Regions from separate parts of the Lathyrus oleraceus genome. Here region 1 is linked to region 2. A link is a contact called in public Hi-C data. All regions are on one chromosome and are shown on one strand. Each heading gives the region's core, a stretch centred on a gene start, on an enhancer-like site or on the middle of the called end of the contact. The rest is flanking DNA. Distances are from core to core; before and after follow the strand shown.

Region 1 (5,397 bases), core at 723-3,222, 430 kb before region 2:
AAATGAGAGCAAAAACACAAAAACTGGAAATTACAAAGTAAAAGTAACAAGTGATAAGTGTTAAGTGGTGCTTTGCTTTGAAGCTCAAATACCTATTTATACTAAATCTAACCATAAATCACCCTTTAACACTAATAAATCCGAGCACAATCATTAATACCCGCTAACATAAAGTCTTGGGAGGTTATGGACGTACAAAAGTCTCAAAAATGCCAAAAAAACTTGTTAAATTCGTAACTATATGGGAAGCAACACGACATGTGTCAGGGAACACAACCCGTGTTAGGAAACACAACAAGTTTGTGATGCCTCAAGCTTCCTTATAAGGGCGCTACAACAAAGGCTAACATGGCCCGTGTCAGCTGACACGGAAAGACCATGTTGGCCACGAGTATTTTGTACAGTAAGGGGTCTTTTTTACCTGATCTTCAGCATGTTTCACTTCAGTTAGGTCCATTACTCTCTTATTACCTAAAAACATCCAAAGAACACAAAAACACATAAAACCAAACTAAAATGATGAAAATACATGAGAAAATGGAAAGAAACAAGCTAAAAATATGATGCAAAATTCACTTATCAAAAGACTAAACTTAAAGTCTCTCTCGAGGGACTTGAAGTCTCACCCGATGGACTCAACTTAAAGTCTTGTCCAAAAATGAACTACCTTATTTCCAAATTAAATCACTCTGCCCTTTTCCAAAGCCATCGTGCTTGAGGGATTATGTATTGGTATAATTACTAGGCCATAAGAAGAAGACTTCGTGATAGTGAGATACAAACTAACTGCCTCGAGATTGGATGATATCCCAAAGAAAGGCGACTCGAGATAGCCCAAAAAAGAGCTTGAGGTAGCCTAAAGAAAGGCCAAGCCGCCTTGTTGGTCTTAGACTAAAATACCTTATCCAATCCATGTTTCCCTCTCAATTTAGCGGGAAAACACGTGTCACACACAATGATCCAAAAGACAGTAAATGTGAGGTGTCAAAATAGTCCCCTTATTAGCAGGAAGGGAACCACTCCTAACTGAGTGAATTAGGGGGGAAAGGTGGAGGATGTGAGATTGACTTCCTCTTCTATCTAACTTCTAAAAACTCTATAAATACCCCAACCTTAGAACTGAAAAATGAATTTAATTCTCTCACAGAAACACATATTGAATTTCTCACCACTATACATAAACAAATCATACATACATTCAATTTTACCTGAAAAATACTAGTATAATAATCCCACAAATCTCTGATAACTTTTAACCATTAGAAATTACCACATATTATACTTTTAACAACTAAATAATCATTTTATGATTAGAAATCTTAATTGTCCAATTATTAAAGAAAGACATTTACATTTATACTTTGACAAATTAAAGTATGATCAACATAATTCATCAAGATATGTTATCCTTATGGTAATAAACACATAAAGCAAAGAGTGATATGTGTAGAAAGTGGATTTTACATATGTATAAATACTTCATGTAGAAAGTGAAATTTACATTTGTTAGACACATCATGTGAAGAATGCATAGGTAGATAGATACATTATGTAGAATTTGCTACTATCAGACATATAGAGCATTCCAGGACCACTCAATGTATTTAACTTTAATTTTCTTGCAATACTTGTAAAACACAGTCGAAATAGGATACAAGTTCAGGTTAGTAGAAAATTGATAAATTCTAATTAAAAAAAAGTCACTTAAACCAGAGAATTAATAAATTTTATATTGTCATTTAATTAAAATTAATAATTTTAACACATAAACATGAAAGAAGAGAAAAATAATTATTAAAATATTTTAATTATAATATATTATTTTATTTTTAATTATGATGTTTATGTGTAAAAAAGGTTAATTTTAATTAAATAAATGATAGTGTATTCTAATTAATTCTATTAAAAATAAACTAATATATATTTTTTATATATCTAAGAAATGAAAAATGAGGTAAATAAAAGGGCATAATTGGTAAAGAGAAAACACAACCGACTTTGGGTAAAATGAAGTTGAAATAGCCGAAAAAAGAGAAAAATAAATAGAGAGAGAGGAGCCTTTTCATTTCACACGACCGAATCAAACCCCTCTCTTTCCTCTACCTCTGTACTTTCATTTTATTTTCATCATTATTATTATATATATTCTACTTTTCTTCGATTATTATCGTTGTTATTATACTGTTCTCTCTTCCTTTTGAGGTTAGAATTTCTCTCTCTCTCTCTATGTTATTCTTTTCTGGGTTTATTTATTTTATAATAATCTTCTTCTTCTTGCAGAGAACAGTATTAGAACTAGACTGTCACGATCGTTGAACCCAGGTGTGGAATTTATGTTTTGATAATTATTGCTTGTAATTTTATCATGTCTTTCTCTTTCTCCAACTGTTTTTAAATTTTTATTTAAAAAGTTTAATCTTTCCCCTTTTTTGGTGTTAAAATTTGTTTTTTTGTGTGAGGTTTTGGGATAGTTTCTGGGCTTTGTTTAAGTGAAGTGAAATCAGTTTCGTTTGTGGGAGTGTTGAAAATTTTGATTTTTGGTGTGTCACTCTTGTGATTGAAGATTGTGATCATTTGTTCACTTTTGTTGAATTTAATTATACATTGGAAGAGGATGATGGATTTGTTGGGGTTTGAAGGAATGCTTGATTGTGTTTAGTTGTTTATGCAATGGTTGAAATTCGGTGTCACTTTATGTTTCTTCAATGATCATATGGAGAAGAAATGCTATCAGTTCTCTTTTCAAATGTTTTCAACATTACTGTGCATGTCTTGATCAAGGATTTAAATTACGGTTATGTTTGCTACTCTTTAACATGGCGGAGATTTGCAGTTAAATTTGGCTTAAGTGGCCTCAGTTGTGGTTGCTAACCGCTTTTTAAAACCCTAGATATGATATATGCATAGTTTGGTATTGTTATTGATAGAAGAACTCTTCTGATATCTTGCTGTTGATGTCTAAATGGCTTGTTATCTATGAAACTCTGACACGAAGCACCGGACGTAACACTGACACAATGACATGAAGACTGACACAATGACATGAACACTGACACAATGACACCTGTTATAATTTGAAAAATAAAATGAATGTAGTCTCATGCGTCGGTGTCAGACACTGACATGTATTGGACACCAAAAACGCATTTGTTCAGAGGTGTAGGGGCTTGTAATTGAGTATTGTTGTTGAATGAACTCTTGTGGTAATACCTCCGGCCCTATTTATTTATAAGAGAAAATTTACTTTTTTAGGTTCATTGAATAAAAAATGTATTTGAACTGTATCATGGTTCAAATACATTGATTATTCGGTGAATCTAAAAAATCAACTTAATCTTATAAGTAGAACCAGAGGGCCTATCTAGTTACTTTTGGAATTGGCTTTTCTTGTCTATGAATATATTTTTGAGACTTGAGAAGCCGGGTGGGTTGCCTTGTTTGCAGGTGGTCATAGAGCAATGGAGTCTCCCGATGAGATGGGATGCCAGGCACCAGAACGACCTATTCTTTGCGTTAACAATTGTGGTTTCTTCGGAAGGGAAGCTACCATGAACATGTGTTCCAAGTGCTACAAGGACACATTGTTAACTCAGGAGCAGGACAAACTTGCTGCGACATCAGTTGAAAACATTGTGAATGGCAATGGAAAGCTAGCTGTGACTGCAGGCGCGGTTGATGTACAAGTTGGAAATGTGGAGGTCAATACAGCATGTCCCGAAGTTCCAGATAATTCGGTCTTTGGTGAGAGTGTGGAGATGAAAGCCAAGACTGGTCCTAGCAGATGTGCCACTTGCCGGAAACGTGTTGGATTAACTGGTTTCAGCTGCAAATGCGGCAACCTCTTCTGTGCAATGCATCGCTATTCTGATAAACATGAATGCACTTTTGATTATAGAACTGTTGCTCAGAAAGCCATAGCGGAAGCCAACCCAGTAATTAAGGCAGATAAGCTTGATAAAATCTAGCTATGCTTCATCTTTTATCTGCAAGTCTTCGTATGCATTAAACTGCTTGGGTTTTAAATATCCTTTAGTGTCCACAAAATGATCTGTCATGATAATCAAGGACAATTTTAGGGAAAACCATTCCATGTTTGTGCTGGTTTGATGAACACTTTGGCTCATTTTGTATCGGTTTCTTGCTTCGTCTGCAGTTATTTTCTTTCTCTCATAGCTTGTTGTGTGTTATTTTGCTATTGTGTTCTCTTAATATTGTTTCTCCCTATGGGTGAGAATATGCCAGATCAACTAACACATGTGTAGGCCTAGTCTACACGACCGAGGTTAGGCCAGGCTTTTTCATTCAATAGAGAAGGCATAGGTTTTTTTATAAGTCTATTTAGTTAAAATGTCAGATCTCGTGCCTAAGAATAAGCTTATTATATGTTAGAGGTGAGACTTAGGTTTTGATTCTCAGGTTTGGCAAAGTCATTTTATTGCCACCCTTAATTCTCATACATAAATCATAAGCTATTGGTAAGGCTTTTTATTTATTTTTCTTTTCGATTGAATGAACAAGGTAACAGATAAGTAGAGCAATCAGATTGAGTGCAGATTTGTGTTAGAAATTTTGAGGTGAAACTGCAGCTTTAGAGGCTAGAGGCATTATCTTGTTTAAACATTGTTTTTTATTCCAAAGATATGTTGAGAACAACATCTATTGTTTCTGAACTGAAAACAATATACTAAATAAAGTTACATTTTTTTAATTCTTAATGTAAGTATTTGTTTTTTTAAAACTGGAACTTTGGTTAGTGGTCTGAAAAGGGATAGAAGAATAATATTCACGCTCTTCCTCTAACTTCAATACTTTTCACAATTAGCATATATAAATTATAATTGTTTATAAAACTCATAGTAGCTGCTAAGAGATAAATCCAACAAGAGTAATTAAGTATTCAATTAACGGATACAACTCGACAATTAAAACCAACTTAATTTATTATAAATTTAAATCAACAAATAAACATCGGCCTACTATGGAAACTAACATAAATGAAAAAGTGAATGATTGAGGCGTAGTAAACCAGTTCATTACGTAACAGTATAACAAAGAAAAACTAATGAAATAGTAAGAGATATGTAAACATGATATTACACATTATTTTAACTTTTAATTTTTAATGATTTAAATCTCCGAAACAATGAAATATCCAACCACATACTTGCTTAGTTGAGATACATGAAACACATTATAGTCAGGTGTGATGACATGTGAAGGATCAACCACATACTTGCTTAGTTGAGATACATGAAACACATTGTGCAGGTTAGCCAAATTCAGAACTAATGCAATTCGATAAGCTATGAGGCCTACATGTCTGAGGATTTGATACGGTCCAATGAATTTAAGAGTTAGATTCTTGGATCTCAGTGCTCTGCCCACACCAGTCGTATG
Region 2 (5,453 bases), core at 1,230-3,729:
ATCGATTGGTTCCATGAATGTGTGAAAATCTGGAAAAAATTGTAGGTGTCAATCAATTGACACCCCCTGACCAATCAATTGGTCCTATGCATTTTTAATGAAAATTTAGACAGAAGGTTCATGACAATTGATTGGTCTGTTGTTTATAAAGAAATTTTTGATGAAATATTCAGACTAATCAATTGGTCCTCCTAGGAAATCAATAGGTTGCTTTGTGTATTGCCAAAAATGAGCTCTTTGATGATTCTAAACTATCATAGGTGTCTTATAACTTATATCATGATATGTATGCATTGGATTAACAATAATTGATTAAAATATAAGGAATTAGTGAGCTTTAACCTAGGATCTTGATTAGGTTAAAATATTAGAAGGATAATGTAGGGTATGAACATGATTTAGATGGAGATGCTTGGACATGAAGGTACCTCGGTGTGTGCGATGGACAAGTAGTCGCTTGAATTGTGAATCAATAGGCTTTATATGGAACATGTTATGATGATATGAGAATTTGATGAATGTGATCACTTAGTGATTGATGAGTACAATCACGGTGATGTTGAGAACTAGTCACCTATTTAGAAATTACCCTTAATTGTGCACATCCCAATTGTGGTGCTTATGTAAAATAGAATTGGGGATGTGGCACCAATGATTCGTACCTCACAATAGGCTTGAGTCCCAACTATGGGTTGAGTCTCACGGAAGAAAGGTGGGTGCATAAGTGGGTTCGAGTCTCATATGGTATAAGATACTCTAAGTGGGTTCGAGTCCCACACGAGTGATGGTTCTTGAAGTGAGTTTGAGTCCCATGGAGAACCAGAATCCACAAGAAAGTTGAATCATATTAACATGTAGGAATCGAGCCTTGCCTTAGACGTAGGTCTGGTCGGGGAACAATGCTTCGTGGCTTCCGAATAATGATTTATTGAGTGATGTGAACTTAAGTTACATGTTTATATACAATGTGAACATCCCTTAAATGCTTAAGTCTTTGTTCTATTGTGTAAGTGAGCACAAGTAGAGTACAAAGTGGAATGTTAAGTTAAAAATCGATAAGAGATCCCTGTAGAGTCAAGTGGATCCATAAGATAGAGAACCCACTGAGATTATCATCTCACTCCATTATTATTGTTCAGGTGGTTATGTACAGGTGAAGGACAAGGTTAAGCTTTCCTGATGATGTTTCAAAGGCTTTTGATGTGACGATCTCCTACTAAAGCTTGTGTACATATATGGATATTATACATAGATTTTAGTTTTTTGTCTAGGAACTTTTGTATATCATGTGCCATATTGTATATTATTCTTTTGGACATGTATATATAATTTTGCCGATAGACACTTATGTGTATCAATACCAAGTTATACTATATGTAATATATTTTCTAGATGTATATTATGTGTGGGTGTTATAAAACATGTTTGAAAGAGAGAGTGATCACAATCTTATGAATTTGTTCCTGAGACTCCTCCAAACCATTTTTCGCCTCGACTCATCTAATATGTTATTTGAACCATTTAATCAACATGGTTAGTATGTCGAAGCCTTAGGTTGAAGCTTTTGACACTTAATATTTTCAACGTAGCTATTGCCATTCTTTGTTGACTTTTCACCAGCTAGAACTTTCAGGCTAACAGGTGTATCCAGAAGTACATCTCTAGAATTTTCCCTAGGAAAAAATTGAATTTTTAAGGTCCACTTAGCATTTTCAACGTAGCTATTGCCATTCTTTATTGACTTTTCACCAGCTACTGCCATTCTTTGTCTACTTCAACGACGCGAATGCCTCACTTGAATTTAAGGTCACTGAGTACACATTTCTTGTAGATATGAAATTCATACTGCATAATCTCCTAAAATACCCAGACAATCAAAAAGTTGTCAAACTCAAGTACCAGTCACCCTCGATTGACAATAAAGGAAACATTCAATTCAACAAGTTTGAGTTGAAGACAAATGAAGATTTAAGGGTTATGTGGAGTACATTTCACCATTTCAAAACAAAAGGTTCTATCGAGTTGGATGCAAAAATTGCGAGATCCACTAAAGATATTTTGAAGATGTTGAAACGTTCTATTGAACGATGAAATGTATAGTTTGATTTATGTTAACGATTATGTACGTAATGTTTGTTTTTTATTTATGTCATAACAATTATCAAGGTTAATTTATCTCTGTTTCTACATCTATTTCATTTATATTCTTGGTTCATTAGGATTCAAAAATACATCTTTGTAAAATACACGAATATATATTTTTGAATTAAATTTAATCATAAAATTATACAATTCTAAATTCTAGAGATAATTTTGATTTTTTTACTAAAATGAAAAAATAACTTTTAAAGTACTTTTTTTCAACAATAGTTACGTGTAAGTTATTCATTTTTAATAATGGTCTCTTTTTATTTTTTGAACGATTAACTTGGGTTGCCCAATTTTATATGGGGGCAAAATAGGTATTCACTTTAATATTAAAAAAAACCAATATAAGAGAAAGTCCATAACAAGTAGAAGGGTTTCCGTCTGATCGAGTGTGGTTGTGGGGTTTTAGGGCGCAATCTTCTTTAGCTAGCACGCAGAGCAGACGCAACCTTCCTCACCTCTCTTCCATTCACGATGGCCGACGATGACTACGAAGATATCGACATGGGGTTTTTTCTCTTTCCCTCTCTCTCACTCATAAATAATTAGGGTTTATCCTCTTTTCTTCTTCGTTTGTTGAAATCATTATTATTATTATTGAAAGATTTCTCATGAATGATGATGCAGATACGAAGAGGAGCCAGCGGAGCCTGAAATCGAGGAAGGCGCAGAGGAGGAGGATCCAGATAACAAAAACGATGACATAGATGGTTTAGGAGAACCGATTGAAACTGAGGAAAAGGAAGATGATCAACCTGTTGAGCGTCCTCGAAGAACTTCCAAATATATGACTAAGTATGAGCGTGCTAGGATTCTCGGTACTCGCGCTCTTCAAATCAGGTTTTGCTTCTTTATTTTGTCACCCTAGGGTTTTGTGTATTGAATATTTGTAGTGCTGTGTTTGAAATTGAAGGAATGTGAAGTTAAGTCAAAGGATTGTGATTTTCAGATGAAATGAGAATAAGAAATTTTGTAGTTATTTTGTTTTATGTCTGATTAGTACAGGAGTGGAAGTGTTATTTGTACTAACAACTGAAAAATGTTCAGTTACGGATAACTGTTAGAATTACTGCCAGCTATCTAGCTGACACTATAAGCTTCTTTTAAGAGAACTAACCCTAGGGGTTGGTATGTTGGTGAAGACTTGGGTCAAAGGAACATAGAATAGATGGTGGTTCTGCTATGTTTGTCTTCACTAAGAGTGAACTGTGAGTGATAGTGTCTATTATATACCCGAGTATCCCTTTTTACCGTTTCTCAGTGCTCTTTCAATGGGTGTTAGCTTCATTGACAACAAAGTATGATTTATGGCCTTGTAAGTGTTACATAATGCAATGACCTTATCAATAGAGAGTAGGATCCTGCATAGAGTTTGCACCATTTTGCGAGGGTTTTCAGTTAGTGAGCATAGGATACCCTGATAGGAGCGGAGATATTGTTAACCAATAGAACTGGAGCGGTTGTTGGGCTAGAAGTGAGGATGGGGACAAGAAAATGGCCAACAGTTGAATTCCGTGGTTGTTTCATTCTACCACTGTGTAGTGCAAGAGCTTCTAATACTATTGAGTTTTGTTTTTGTAATTGTAACTGAATTTCTATTACAGTTGGAAGTTGCTATAACTGCAAAACTAACCAAGGCAATTTTGAAAAAAGTGACTTTAGTTCATCCTATAAAATCTAAAACAAATGAACTTTGTCTTTACTGTTGTGCAGTATGAACGCACCTGTCATGGTCGAGTTGGAGGGGGAGACTGACCCACTTGAGGTAATTGATCTTTTTGTTCTCTTTACAATTCAATACCTTCGTCACTGTCATATCATTGCATTTCCTATTCATTACGATTACTTTTTGTCAAATTTCCTAATATATGGCAGTGACACCATATGCCCTCATTTGAAATATAGAAAATGTTTTATTAAGAAGCTTCCATTCTACTACATTATTGATCTCCTTCATTAAGTGGTGTACCATGACGCCCATTATACAAATGTTGGCCTTATATGCTATGATATTTTGTTTATGGTCGACTAACACTTTACAATTTTACCAATATATGCAATATGCAGATATTCATGGATTGCGAAAGGCGTTTCATTTTCAATTAACTGATATTTTTAAGATGAGAAGATCAAATTTCATGGGAAATAGGCTTATCTTGATATTTAGTATATTAATCTTCTCTTATAGTTCATATGTTCATATGTTCAGGTTGCAGTTTGTTTTTCCTACCATTGTCCATAACTTGTCCTTTCTTGGCTTGAGTCCCTTAGGCTTTGTTTGGGAGTTTGGAGGGGAAGGGAGGAGAGGGCTTTGAAAAAAGAGAAGGATTGAAAAGAATAGAAGGATTTTGATTGGGGAGGGTTTGAGAGAGTTTGCTTTTATTCATAACACCAAAAACCCTCTAATTTGGGGGAACTCAATTTGTTTTGGAGGAGGGTTTTGGAGGGCTTAGATAAATTGTTCAAATATAATTTTTGTTGTTATAGTATTTTTAAAATTAAAAATATGTTAAAAAAATCATTTTTGAAGTCCTCCCTTCCCCTCCCCCTCCAAACTCCCAAACAAAGCCTTAAAAAAAGTTTCGAACTTGGAAAATTAAAGCATAAACTGGGTTATTATTTAGTTTGACATATACCCCTTTTGATGTTTCATTAATGAAACTTTTTAAAACTTTTGTGTAAGATAAGATGTCATAATTACATTGCTAAACTGATATGTTTGATGAGATTCTTGTCTTCCAATGTTGAATCTGACCACATGTCAGTTTAGGAACTAAATAATCTCCTAGATGAGTAATGCACCTTGTTTTATTTCGAGTGATTTGGTATTCCTCTATGTTATCTTCTAATAGTTTAGATGAGTTGTGTATACGATTCATGAACATCCATGTTTTGTTTGTTAGGTTGGCTATGCTTTTTTTTTGTTGTGGCAAAGGCAAGATGTTAGTTCTGCTATGGTTTCATACTTTCATTTTGTTTCTGTATCAGGCTGCGCTATAGCAATGATATGTATTTCATTTTTTTTTGGTAATATCTGATATATTATTGTCCCAACTCTTCAGATTGCTATGAAGGAGCTAAGAGAGCGGAAAATTCCTTTTACCATCCGCCGCTACTTGCCTGATGGAAGGTAAATACCGTCCGTTAAGTATATTGGGTACTTTTTTTTTCTTGGATTGGGGAGTTTAGGCTGATACATTCCTTCATCTTTTATGTCATACTTACCATTTTGGCAAAATTGTCCAGCTATGAAGATTGGGGAGTTGATGAACTGATTGTGGAAGACTCCTGGAAAAGGCAAGTTG

The links. Hi-C and Micro-C count contacts between places; a contact is called where the count stands out from the background.
Region 1: a Hi-C map of leaf shows a contact between it and region 2, with 6 times the contacts expected there. The contact joins the promoter of LOC127126276 here to the promoter of LOC127126274 in region 2. A contact is called at or near these places in 2 of 2 Hi-C or Micro-C datasets (both in leaf).

Annotation. Positions count from the first base shown.
Region 1 is chr3:200,573,351-200,578,747 of CAAS_Psat_ZW6_1.0, reverse strand. LOC127126276 (zinc finger A20 and AN1 domain-containing stress-associated protein 8) reads left to right here and starts at 1,972. Exons shown (of 3, transcript XM_051055174.1): 1 at 1,972-2,202; 2 at 2,281-2,322; 3 at 3,445-4,172. The coding sequence starts at 3,459. The coding sequence ends at 3,965.
Region 2 is chr3:200,145,860-200,151,312 of CAAS_Psat_ZW6_1.0, reverse strand. It overlaps LOC127126274 (DNA-directed RNA polymerases II, IV and V subunit 6A), which reads left to right and starts at 2,479. Exons shown (of 5, transcript XM_051055171.1): 1 at 2,479-2,657; 2 at 2,776-2,988; 3 at 3,862-3,913; 4 at 5,211-5,278; 5 at 5,395-5,453. The coding sequence starts at 2,623.